Linked DNA regions of Mus musculus: region 2 is linked to region 1. A link is a contact called in public promoter capture Hi-C data. All regions are on one chromosome and are shown on one strand. The core of a region is the stretch at or near the end of the contact, and the rest is flanking DNA. Distances in the headings are between cores, read along the strand shown.

Evidence for each region. Capture Hi-C pulls out chosen DNA fragments and counts their contacts.
Region 2: a promoter capture Hi-C map of adipose tissue shows a contact between it and region 1. The contact joins two enhancer-like sites. A contact is called at or near these places in 1 of 115 datasets of contacts at active chromatin or transcription factors (pancreatic cancer cells) and 1 of 9 other capture datasets (adipose tissue).

Annotation. Positions count from the first base shown.
Region 1 is chr19:43,964,072-43,966,946 of GRCm38.p6, reverse strand. Cpn1 (carboxypeptidase N, polypeptide 1) reads left to right here. Exons shown (of 9, transcript NM_030703.2): 6 at 633-772. Among named protein-coding and RNA genes, the nearest start is that of Cpn1, 21 kb to the left of the region's middle. Within about 2 kb of position 1,311, at least 60 of the 459 cell types and tissues checked have an H3K27ac peak or open chromatin away from gene starts, as enhancers often do. A contact at or near this core is called in adipose tissue, where this site is marked.
Region 2 is chr19:43,562,720-43,565,689 of GRCm38.p6, reverse strand. The region is part of intron 1 of Gm34636 (a long non-coding RNA gene); the gene reads left to right. Among named protein-coding and RNA genes, the nearest start is that of Gm34636, 4.8 kb to the left of the region's middle. Within about 2 kb of position 1,254, at least 13 of the 459 cell types and tissues checked have an H3K27ac peak or open chromatin away from gene starts, as enhancers often do. A contact at or near this core is called in adipose tissue, where this site is marked.

The DNA.
Region 1 (2,875 bases), core at 62-2,561:
CTCTCTCTCTCTCTCTCTCTCTCTCTCTCTCTCTCTCTCTCTCCCTCCCTCCCTCCCTCCCTCCCTCTCTCCCTCCCCACCCTCCCTATCCTCTCAGAAAGCATGGCCCGTGCCTCCTCAGAGAATCTCCACCCTAAACCAAATCAACACAATCCCAAGATTAACAATAGTTAATTAGGTCAATTCTAGTGGTTGTCTCAGCAATGAGGTCTCTGACCACAGTAACCTGGGAAGTTGTCCAACACAGAAACTTGGGGCCCTTGCCCTGTGCCCTGTGCCTCCTGAGTTAAACCCTGAGTTAAGGCCCAGTGATCTGTGTTAAGCTGCATGGCTCACCTTCTAGGGGCTTTAGTACCTGGGAGGAAACCAGTTGTTTAGTTATGGTTGCTGGTCTCTGTGTTTATTTTAAGACAGAGCCTCGCTATGTAGCCTAGGCAGACCTGGAACTTGCTATGTAGACCAGGCTAACCTTCAGCCTGAGACTCAGGAACAGCTCTGTGGAGAGTAAGTTAGCAGATGTCAAGAGGTAGGAGAGAAGCTGATAAAGATGTGGTGGAGAAACTGTGACTAACGAGAAAGGTGGCAATGGTGGGTCCCTCGACACAAAGATCTGCCGCTGTCTCTTTCCCTAGGAATGCAAGACTTCAATTATCTCCACACTAACTGCTTTGAGATCACGCTCGAGCTGAGTTGCGACAAGTTTCCCCGGCAAGAGGAGCTGCAGAGGGAGTGGCTGGGTAACCGGGAAGCCTTAATCCAGTTCTTGGAACAGGTAAGATCCTTCCGTTTGACTCTTCTGGTTGCAAGAGAGGTCTTCCAATGGCAGCTGGGGTTGCCACAGGCTCAGGCTGTCCCCAGAGCTGACTCCACTCAACCAGCCCTCTACTCCTGCGGTTGGTTTTCCTTCAATGTCCTAGAGCATAGCTGTCTGTCCAAAACTTTACTGTAAGCTGGGGACTCTGGGTAAACAAGCCTATATCCCTGTCTCTATGGAACTGATGTTCTAACCGGGGCAGACAGTAAGCAAAATACGGAAGTAAATTCTGTGCCTCATTAAAAAGAGAAGTGCTGTGAAGAAAGTCTCCCGGAGAAAGCCACTCTCAAATGGGGTCTGAGGAGCCTGAGGATCGGAGGGGCTCAGACAAGCCAGGTTATCTAGAACAGGGGTGGGCCCTCCAGAATAGGTCCAACTAAAACAAGCCAAGTCCACATCTGAAAGGTGCCCGGCAGCAGCAACCACAGCCAGCTGCCGCCTCAAGTGCACCGCAACGGCTGCTGTGAGAAACACATGACAAGGCTTGGAGGAGGGGGAGAAACTGGACTCTTTTAGGCACTGTGAGCAGAAAGTGATGTTGCTTCTAAGCCAAGCAGTGTGACAGAGCTTCCGGAAAATTAAAAATGGGGCTGAAGTTTAGCTCAGTGGTAAAGCTCTTGCTTAGCACACGAGGGACCCAAAATTGTGTTTCCAGACCCACAAAAGCAACCACAATTAGAATAAAATTGTTATATTATTCAGCATGGTTAAATCTCAAAGAAGTGAAGACAGGCAGAGAGAGAGAGAGAGAAAGGGCCTTCAAAACCAGGTAAGCGCTGACACACACCTTAGCACGACTGGATCTGGATTATGCAATAAGCAATAAGCCAGTCGTATGGCAGTAAGCCGTGCCTCTGTTTAGATAGAGTTTATACAGTCGCACAGACAGAATGCAGAATGGTGTCTGGGGCTGGAAGAGCAGGAGGTGGGGTAGAGAATGAGAGGGATGGAGACTTTCATCTTAAGGAGAGCAGTTTCAGTGTCAGATGAAGAGAGTTCTAAAAGTGAGTTGTTGTGCTAGGCACATATTACAAATGTGCGTGATAAACTGGGCTGTACAATTCACAGAGTGAACATTTTACCACAATTTACTTCAAATTTTCTCTCTCTCTCTCTCTCTCTCTCTCTCTCTCTTGTGTATTCATGCCATGATGTTTGTGTGGAAATCAGAAAGCAAGTTGTGGAAGGTAGTCTGTTCTCTTCTTCCAGCATTTTGGGTACCAAGTTCAAACTCAGTCAGGCTTAGCAGCAAATGCCTTTAACCACTGAGCCATCTCAGTAGATCACAATCTAAGGTTTCTCTCTCTCTCTCTCTCTTTCTTTAAAGATTTTATTTATTTACTTATTTATTTATTTATTTAATGTGAATATACTGTCTCTGTCTTCAGACACACCAGAAGAGGGCATCGGATCCCTTACAGATGGTTGTGAGCCACCATGTTGTTGCTGGGAATTGAATTCAGGACCTCTGGCAGAGCAGTCAGTGCTCTTAACCGCTAAAGTTTCTAAGTTTCTTTTCGTTTCATTTCGTTTCGTTTCGTTTCGTTTCGTTTCCTTTCCTTTCCTTTCCTTTCTTTTCTTTTCTTTTTAAGATTTTATTTATTACTATATGTAAGTACACTGTAGCTGTCTTCAGACATTCCAGAAGAGGGCATCAGATCTCATTACAGATGGTTGTGAGCCACCATGTGGTTGCTGGGATTTGAACTCAGGATCTTTGGAAGAGCAGTCAGTGCTCTTACCCACTAAACCATCTCACCAGCACCCCCCCCCCTTAAATTTCCTTAATTGTAACAAAATTCAAGGTTAGACCAGCAGGAGCTGGAGAGATGGCTTGGCGGTTGATTGAGAGTACTGGCTTGTCTCAGCAAACCTAAGTTTGTTTCCAGCATCCTCATGGTGGCTCACAAACATTGGTGACATTAGTCCCGAGAGCTCTGTGACCCTCTGCTGGGCTCTTCCAGCAACATGTAGGCACAGGGTACAAAGACACACGTGAAGGCAAAATACTCAACACACATACACTTGAGACTGGGCTACTAGTGGGGACTGTGGCCTCAC
Region 2 (2,970 bases), core at 5-2,504, 400 kb after region 1:
GGGAGGAAGGGAGGTAGGAGGCCTGGGGCATCATCCGTGAAGGCCTTCTTGAGAAGAGGGAAGCTGAGTTAGGCTTTGAACTATGGGGCACTTTCAAGTAATGGGCTATGCAGGGAGTCTGGGGTGGAAATGGTTAGGGAGCAGATGGGCTACTTCAAAGAAAAGAAGGTCTTGTTTTCAAAGACGGTAGAAGAGAGATTCTGGTATCTGAGCCAATCCAGGTCAACTCCATCACCTCTGGGAGTGGCTTTGCACACCAACATTGTCATTGGCTAGCTCGCCGAGTGACTACATGGACAGCTAGGACTGGGAACCATCATCCTAGAAGTAAGCATGGTGGTCAATGGTTTGTGTGTTTGTTTTTGAGGTATGGTGAATGTATAGTAAGACTGTTGTCATGGGGGGAAAAAAAATCTGAGTTTATGGATTCAAAAACCAGAGACTTCAAAACACTCTCATTTTTGTTGCAGAACCCAAGGTGCAAAGAGATTAATTAACTTTGTATCTTAAATAAGACATTCAGTGAACCCCCAACTTTTATTTAACTCTTAAGTGCTGTCAACAGTATAGACCCATTGGTTTTATGTTTTCTGTTGCTCTTAACACAACAGCAGCCGACTAGGGAAGACACATACTAATTACTAGAAGTTTCTTTTGGCTCATGGTTCTGGTCAAAGGTCATGGGGCTGCATCTGGTGATAGCCTTGCTGATGGCAACCTGGTGACGCACGGTATCACACGACAAGGGACAGAGAGCATGTGCGTGCGTGTATTCTGGTTTCTTCCTGTTCTTTTACAGCCACGGTATTAAATCAAGGGGCTCCACCCTGGTGACCTTATCTTACCCCCATCACCTCCCAAAGACTTCATCTGATTGAGTGCCCCACAAGAGAGATTAAACTCCAGTGTGAGTCTTGGGGTAGACAAACCACACTGAAAGCATAGCATCTCTTTCTTTTGGTCTCATCCCTACCCACGCCCACGCCCCTGCCCCTGCACCCTTGCCCCCCCTTCCCTTGAGATTCACTGCTTTAGCACAGTCCTCCCAAAGGCTCTTGGTTCAGATGTGGAACGCTACATTCAGATCCATTTAAAGGCACTTAGATGGCTGTAGACCGCATTTGCAGAGGCAAACTGTTTAAGGGTTCTATGACTTTTTGAACCTGGGAAGAAGGGTAAGAGAGCACACACCCTGTGTTTTGAGGTGCTCCGGGTACCAGTGCTCTGACTTGGTACAACACACCCTCCTCTCTGTTTACAAAGTGGCTTCGAAGTCTGGACTGTGGCGGTGAGTTCTGCCAGAGCTGGTGGGGACACAGCATTTGTGGGAATTCTGTGACTCACGAGGCGAAAGGTCAGGCCACTTTTCATTGACAGCCTTCTTGCTGCCCCAGGGTTTATCTCTGGGGATCTTGACTGGTTTCCAGGGCCCCCGCTTCACCTCCATTGTTATCTGGAAACACAGGAACAGCAAATTTGTCGTGCCAGACCGGGTTAGACATTAGACCCCATGCCCCACGCCCTTCCCCCATGAGGAAAATCCTACATTCTTCCGAAGTAATTCTTTGCAAGAGGATTCTTAAAGCACAGACTTGCTCACTCTCCTCCTGTATGTATACCTCTGTGTTGTATTTATTGTCCCTTCTTTATCTTCCCTCTGATGTGACGAAAACCACCCCAAATACTGGAGTACACTCTGCACCTGGGAGACATGCCTGAAATCCCTGGAGATACCTGCTGTTGGCTCTTATACACATCAAAGACACACACATGTAAACTCTGAGTCCATGACCGACTCCAGTCCATAGTCATGATAAAAACTGCTTCAAGTTACACATGTGTTGCTCACATCTCAGCTCCCATTAGCCTACCTGGAGGTTTGAACTTGACTCATTCACGCCAATCAGAACCAGCATCTGTACCCACAAGCCACCCTTAGGTCCCCAAGAAACACATGGAGACAGGGAGAGAAGGCGGGGTGGCTAGAGAATGGACCCCGTTCCTTTCTTTTGTTCTAAAGTGAGACAACCAAGATCTTTTGCACTAAGTTGGTGTGCTAAGTTCTAGAACATTCTTACAACAGACACTGATTGGGCTCCAGGGCCAAGAACAGCGAACTTCCACCCAGCAATGTTTGCTGGGTTCCTCCAGCTGTCTCCCTGGCAGTTCTCGCTAAATGCAAACGATTAGCATTTCCTGTTAAAACATTTCTAATAAATAAATGAATACATCATCTTCCCAAACCAAAGCAGGTCTGCAAGCAGCTTACAAGCTACTTATTCGGAGCTAAGGATGGACTTGGACCACCCAGCACCAGCCCACTGGCCTGGGGCCAAGGCTGCTTTTGTTTGAATTCCTGTATGAGTAACCGCTCAGTCTGACGCCAGCCAAACTCAGTGAAATATTATTTTTAATATTAAATAAATAGATGGTGGGGTGTGTTGATCTTTTTTTTTTCCTTTCAAAATTGCAGTCTCATAATCCAGAAGTCAGCTCTTGTATCCAGGGCCCTGCAGATAGAAGAGGAAAGGCTGACATTTTCTTTGACCTTCCTCATGGAATACTTATCCCCCAAAGTCCCAGTTGGCGATAACAGGATCCTATTTAGAATAGCCGGGACTCTGAATCTGAATGGTGACAAAGCTTGTGAAAGACCACCGACCATTTTTGATAATTTTTCTAGTGGTCTCCTTTTGGTATACAAAAGCATTATATATAAAAATCAGAGAGCACAGCTAAACAGTTGTGCCCAGTGGGAGATGTTTATTGGAAAGCATTGCAGAACACTCACCCCAGGTTTCTCATTGAAGGGAACATTTCATACTCAACACATGCTGAAGTGATGGAGGTGGACCCACACTGTACATATGTGTATTTTTTTACATGGGGTTAGTTTGGTGTTGATTTCATGCCAATACTTTCTCTTCAGAGACTCTTCTCTTAAAGGCTGCATAGTATCCTGTCTTATGG